Regions from separate parts of the Zea mays genome. Here region 1 is linked to region 2. A link is a contact called in public Hi-C data. All regions are on one chromosome and are shown on one strand. The core of a region is the stretch at or near the end of the contact, and the rest is flanking DNA. Distances in the headings are between cores, read along the strand shown. Region 1 has its middle 52 kb from the start of LOC103626730. Region 2 holds the start of LOC100501360.

The links. A called contact is a pair of places that touch in the nucleus more often than the background predicts.
Region 1: a contact with region 2 is called in a Hi-C map of leaf, with 7 times the contacts expected there. The contact joins the enhancer-like site here to the promoter of LOC100501360 in region 2. A contact is called at or near these places in 2 of 25 Hi-C or Micro-C datasets (endosperm and leaf).

What each region holds. Positions count from the first base shown.
Region 1 is chr5:97,349,626-97,352,851 of Zm-B73-REFERENCE-NAM-5.0, reverse strand. No RefSeq gene overlaps it. Among protein-coding and RNA genes, the nearest start is that of LOC103626730, 52 kb to the left of the region's middle. Within about 2 kb of position 1,316, at least 17 of the 20 cell types and tissues checked have an H3K27ac peak or open chromatin away from gene starts, as enhancers often do. A contact at or near this core is called in endosperm and leaf, where this site is marked.
Region 2 is chr5:97,193,264-97,196,621 of Zm-B73-REFERENCE-NAM-5.0, reverse strand. It overlaps LOC100501360, which reads left to right and starts at 1,705. Exons shown (of 8, transcript NM_001196103.1): 1 at 1,705-1,955; 2 at 2,100-2,233; 3 at 2,351-2,532; 4 at 2,633-2,917; 5 at 3,034-3,092; 6 at 3,175-3,211; 7 at 3,301-3,358. The coding sequence starts at 1,874.

The sequences.
Region 1 (3,226 bases), core at 67-2,566, 160 kb before region 2:
GTCTCCGCCTCGCCCGACCCCAGGGCTCGGCCTCAACCTCGCCTCGGGAGGAATCGCGTCCTCGCCCGACCCCGGCCTCGGCCTCAGGAGAAATCTCCGCCTCGCCCGACCTTGGGCTCGGACCGACCGCGCCACGGGGGATACATCATTACCCTACCCCTAGCTAGCTCAGGCTACGGGGGAACAAGACCGGCGTCACATCTGGCTCGCCCCGGTAACAAGTAATGACGACTCCCCGTGTGCGTCCATGACGATGGTGGTTCTCAGCCCCCTACGGAAGCAAGGAGACGTCAACAGGATCCCAGCAGCACCGACAGCTGTGCTTCTACAGGGCTTAGGCACCTCTCCGACGGCCACGTTACCGTGTACGCAGGGCTCTAGCACCTCTCCGACAACCACGTTGGCATGTAAGCTACATCCCCCATTATACACCTGGACCCTCTCCTTGCATCTATAAAAGGGAGGTCCAGGGCCTTCATGCGAGAGGGTCGCGCGGGGGAACGAGCTAACGAACAGGCTCACCCTCTCTCTCGCGAACGCTTGTAACCCCTACTACGAGCACACCCCGCTAGTGCAAGATAATACGAGCCGCGTTTCTCCCTTGTGTTCCATCTCGACAAATTTACTCGTCGGTCTAGGGACCCGGGTCCGAAACGACGACACAACAATTTAGTTCAGTCCCTCCTAAACTTTTTTCTGACTCCGTCCCTGTAGTAGAGCATCCTGTTTGGTTAGAAAAGCAGCTCCCCTCCCTTATATATATTATTTACCGATACATTAAATAACACAATAATAAATAAATAAATAAATAAAAATGAAAACTGTAATTAGAGATTCGGCACCGCGCGCATGCAGCGTGTACGTTCGCGGTTCAAAATACTTGCACAACCTGTTCGTTAGCTTTCTTTTTTTGTGTGCAATGTGGGACCCACGGGAGAGAAAAAAACGCGAGAGCCACGGCAGAAGCTTGTTTTTTGCGCTCCTAGCTTCGTCTGGGTTTTGGAAAGAGGTCTTTCCTTTTTTTCACGGAGAAGCCAAACAAGGAGCACGTAGAATTTGTGACAGATTTGTTAAAGTAGCCTAGAAAAAGGAGTCCTAGGGCCCTAAGAATTATACAGGAGAGCTGTAGTAGACGCGTCCGGTGCATAATAGAGCCTGGTTGGGTTTGGGTAAGGAATCACAACGGGCACCTTACCAGTTCCATCTAAATCCTGTAAGCAGCCCAGCTGAGTGGCAAAAAATACGGCTTGCCCACAGCCCACCAGGGCCCGAGCCGACGCGGTAGTTCCTAGACAAAGGGTACTCACCGGGCCAGTGGGCCACCCGACCTGCCTCGCGGGCCGTTTCGGACTGCCTTGTTGTGGGCCGATGGCATGGATCATCATCTCCGAAGCTCGCGCGTTGCTTCGCCGTTGCGTGGCGGCTGGTGCGTCGGTGGAGTGGACCGGTCACTGCGCAGACAGCCCCGCGCCGGGAAACCGCCTGGATGTGGCGTCGACGTCGAAACGGCTTTTGCACTGGAACGTACGAACGGGCACTGCACGTACGCCTGCGCGAGAGGGCAACGACGCACATGGTTACGTACGTCGGTGTCGGTATACCTAATCGCGTGTCGTGTCGTTTAGGAGGCAACACGCAACAGCTAGCCTTCCGGTTCAAGGAAATACGCTATTTTGTTTATGCATATATGTAAAGGATACATACAGTTTAATTTGGCGCGACGAGCTATGAGTTCCAATACTATAGCTACTTGCATTGCTGCGATGTTGACTGCCAGGCTACACGAAATTAGGTGCAGCGACCAGCTGTGTACATAGACGATTAATTAATGTGGTGGCTAGCCCTTGACTCTGTCAAAGAAAATTAAAACAAAACCAAGTTTGTGAACAAACAAATGTACTAATAACACCATTTGAATTTTGCCCCTCAAGTTACGTACAAGTTTGTGGACATCGACGCATTTGAATCCCACGGGGGGAGAATCCGGATAAACAAATTTCTCAGAATCCTAAGGTTATCCTTGATTCTTCACAGTAACATACTCATTTAGTCACTACCGGAATCAATAGCTTCGCCGAGTACCGGAAGCACTCGGCGAAGCCCTAAAAACACTCGGCAAAGGCTTTGCCGAGTGTAACACTCGGCAAAGAAGGCTCGGCAAACAGTGCATCGGCAAAGACTTCTTTGCCGAGTACTTTTTCTCGGGCACTCGGCAAATATCTTTGCCGAGTGTCAGGGAGCACTCGGCAAAGAAAAGTGACCGTTACGGCGCCGGTTGACGGAGACGGCGGCTTTGCCGAGTGTCAACGGTGACACTCGGCAACGATGATATCTTTGCCGAGTGCCATTTGGGACACTCGGCAAAGAGCCCGCCAGGGAGGGTCCCCATGTCAGGCTCTTTGCCGAGTGTCCCAATTGGCACTCGGCAAAGCCGACCTCTTTGCCGAGTGCCAGCGACATAACACTCGGCAAAGAACCTAAGCCGGTGCCCAGGTCTGTGCTCTTTGCCGAGTGTTATGACCCAGACACTCGGCAAAGAGCCTCTTTGCCGAGTGTAACACTCGGCAAAGTGACCAGTATGTACCTTTTTTATTTGTTTTTTGTTTTCCATCCACACAAACAGAAGATATCACATATATATCACATATATACATCACAGATATCATCACAAACATAAATAGCCAGCACAAACATAAAACCGTGACCACAAACATAAATATCCATCACAAACATAAGTGTTCAACACAAGTATTAAACACAAACATAAGTCTCAAACGTCGCAAGCTCTCACATAAGTATCAAACAGAAACATAAGTATTGTACATAAGTTCTGAAGTCTAAAACAATGACTCATGGAGGTGGGCGGTTTGGCCGGGGTTGCGTTGGGCTGAACCCTTCCGGAGGGTTGTTGGATGCCGCCCCAGATTGGCCCTGCACAGAGAAGAGATAGCATGTGTTATACCAGATGCATTACAAACATCTAACTACAATTTTGATACTCACAGGAGTGTGGAAGAGAGTAGGGTCAACTGGGGGGAACAATGGAGGTGGCGGAGCGATGCCCTGTGCGGCGCCAAGGCTCTGCATGTACTGGAACATCTCCGCCATTCTCTGATCAGCCGCCGCCCGCTCCGCCATTATCCTCGCCTCCATCTCTTCTAGTTGGGTCTGTAATATTACAAGCCAACGTTATAGTAACTCAAAGACTAGATATATAACTAAAGGA
Region 2 (3,358 bases), core at 456-2,955:
TAAAGATGTGCAAACTCTACAGAGTGTAAAACTGGTATATCAGTCGTGCTCACGGTCATGAGCGGCTCGGACCCTCATATGAGTAACTTATGGAATTAAACTTAATTTGTCATATGCATTGCATTGTTGGATTTATTATAATGGGATCTCTTATTTTTATTGAGTCAGTATACACTTATATTTAGTAACTGCTAATAAAATTTGACCAACTTATTAAAAGCAACGCTCATCCTTAACCATTATTTGTTGATCAGCCTTACACTATACATGAGCCCGCACTGTAAGTGAGCTCATGCACATTATCCCCCACACTTCTTGAGCGATGAACTTTTGTGAGCTCACTCTAGTGATAACCCCCCAGGTGAAGAGCAGGTGCCACCGGAGGAAGACTACTATAACGAGTTCGACGAGGTCTAGATGTCGTCTCCCACTCAGCTTGATGGCGCCAAGGAAATAATATTAGTTCGATTTATTTATTATCAGTTATTATGTAAGACATTTTGTTATCTAATAAAGTTTGTGACCTTCGTCTCTATACAGTGAGTCATTGTATGCGTTGATCTTTTTTGGCACACATATGAGACGCCCCCGGGTTTGCCTCTTAAATCCGGTGTGACACCCGAGGCCAGCCCCCGGGACGGGAGACGCAGGTACGACTCACCCGAGGCCACCTCGGGCGGGAGACGCAGTCACGGCACGCTCGAGGCCAACCTCTTGCAGGAGACGCAGTCACGACTCGCCTGAGGCTAACCTCGGGCGAGAGACGCAGTCACGACTCGCCTGAGACCAACCCTGAACGGGAGATGCAATCACGACGCATATGAAAATTGTCTACACATTTGTCTGTTATTAAAAATTCTATATTGACTCTTTAGAAATAATTTGTGCGATATTGATAATGTTTGTCACAGTGACTTTGCATATCATAATGATGTTTGTCGTTCCGTATTTATGTTTCATACAATTTTTTTACTCCTGTACGGGCACATACCTAGTCCAACCTTATATCACATTTAACACTTAAACCCTTACACCACTCGCTTACTTAGATTTATATATAAAAAAAACTCTAATAAACTACGGTTACATTTATGATTAGACTATGATCTAATGGACCAGAATGCATCTTATTATATATTAAGCGTCATATTAAGATTGAAAATATATGTCTGTACAGTAAAATCACTATCCGTGTCCGGTGGTGGTAGCATAGGTGTATCGAACAAGTTTTCACACCTAACCTCCGAACGAAGTATATTTTACTAGCATTTGTTGGCATTAATAATGCAGGTCATGTTAGTCCTTCTCCTTCACATGGCGCGGGCCGGCACACGATCCTTGGACGCAAACGTCAACCCCAGAATGTGCATACATTGCCCCGCCGGCTGCCGCGAACCGCGTCATGAATCCCGGAGCGCGCAACAACCATTCCACCAAAAACATGCTCCACGACGAAGCACTGAACTCGTCTGCGAACACCCCCCCCCCCCCCCCCCCCCCCCCATTGCGATTCAAATTCGCATCGGATTTATGGACGACCGCTTGCGAGTTGTGAGTCATGCATGGTCGTTTCTTGGCGAGTAGTAACGCAAGCTTAGCTTTGGCTGTGGCAGTCTATCTATCTAGCACCTCGTCGTTTTCTTCATCCATTCCATCCCCTCGTTCCCAAATCTGCAAGCTTTTAAGAAAAAAACATTCCACCCACCAACCAAACTGTCAAGTGGTCACCAGCTAGGTTTCCCTTTCCCTTCCGTGGCCCACGGCTCCGCGTCCTCCTCCGCAGTCGGCCGTTCGAACCCCGACTACTGACGCCGTGTTGACTCGCTTGCGACAACCAACTGACTCAAGCAGAAACGCACGTCCTCCCGTGGCCATGGCCGCGGCGGCGCGCCGCGCGATCCCCCTCGTCCTGATCTTCCTCGTCTCGGCGCCCTTGTACGCGGCCGATGCGTCAGGTGAGGTTCTTGAAAATTATGTTTCTTTTTTCCTCCTCTCCCGTCGATATCGCCGTGGTGTGTTTTGAACTTTTGACGCGTGGAACGAGAATTCGGATTGCGTATATGTAACTTTGGTTGAGATGTTGGGATCGTCGTCTCCAGCGGCAGCGGCGGGGGCCGGGGCGAACTCGTCGTCGTTCCTGCTCGCGGCGGAGCAGACGCAGCGGAAGGACCCGCTCGATGGGCTGAGGTACTACACCGGCGGGTGGAACATCAGCGACGAGCACTACTGGGCCGTGAGTTCTCCTTCCAGATCCCATCTTGATCGATCGTTTTTTGGTTATCCATTGTTATGATCCTCGATTTCGCTGTTGGTTCCGGCGACGCCTCGCGCGCGATCGTCGATCCTCCAGTCCGTCGGCTTCACCGCGGCGCCGGTGTTCGCGGCGGCGGCTGTCTGGTTCGTCGTGTTCGGCATTGGGCTGTTCATCGCCGGCTGCTGCTTCTGCTGCTGCCCGGGCGCCGGCGACGCGTACTCGCGCGCGTGCCTGTGCGTCTCGCTCGTGCTCCTCCTCGTCGCCACGGCCGCGGCAGCGTACGTACAACCAAATTCCCCCGATCGCGTCGACATCCGATTCGTCTCCGATATACGTACGAAATAACACCTCGACGGACGCCGTCTCTCTCCGTCGCAGTGTCGGCTGCGCCGTGCTGTACGACGGGCAGGGCAGGTTCCACGGCAGCACGGTGGCGACGGTGGACTACGTGGTGCGGCAGTCGGGCGACACGGTGGCCAACCTGCAGCGCTTCACGGGCTTCCTGGAGACCGCCAAGGCCGCCGGCGTGGGGCCCGTCGCGCTGCCCGACGACGTCAAGGGGAGGATCGACGACGTCGTGCGCAAGGTGGGCGCGGCCTCCGACGAGCTCGCCGCCCGCACGGCCAGCAACGCCGCCAAGATCCGCGCCGCCCTGGAGACAGTGTACGCCATCGGTCGATCGACCACCGCACCTTGTTCGTTCGTTTGGTTCCTGACTGTGCATTACTCCACTCCTGATCGTCTTCTTGTTGTTGCTGCTCCAATCTAATGCAATATAGAAGGAAGGTTCTGATAGTTGTTGCGGCGGCGATGCTAATCCTCGCTTTTCTTGGCCTTGGTGAGCACCAATACCTTTTTTTAGAGTTAAAGCACCAATACTTCCTACCGCTGTTTTTGCTTACATTTCTGCTGCATTGCAGTGTTCTCGCTGTGTGGGTTGGAATCGATTGTCTACGTGTAAGCATCAAACACATACATATATTCGTCGCTTTCATCCGATGAAAATTGAAAATGCTGATGCAGCTTCAAAATCCGATGGCATGCAGGTTGGTGTTCCTGGGGTGGATCCTGGTTGCAGGGACGCTTGTACTGTGCGGTACTTTC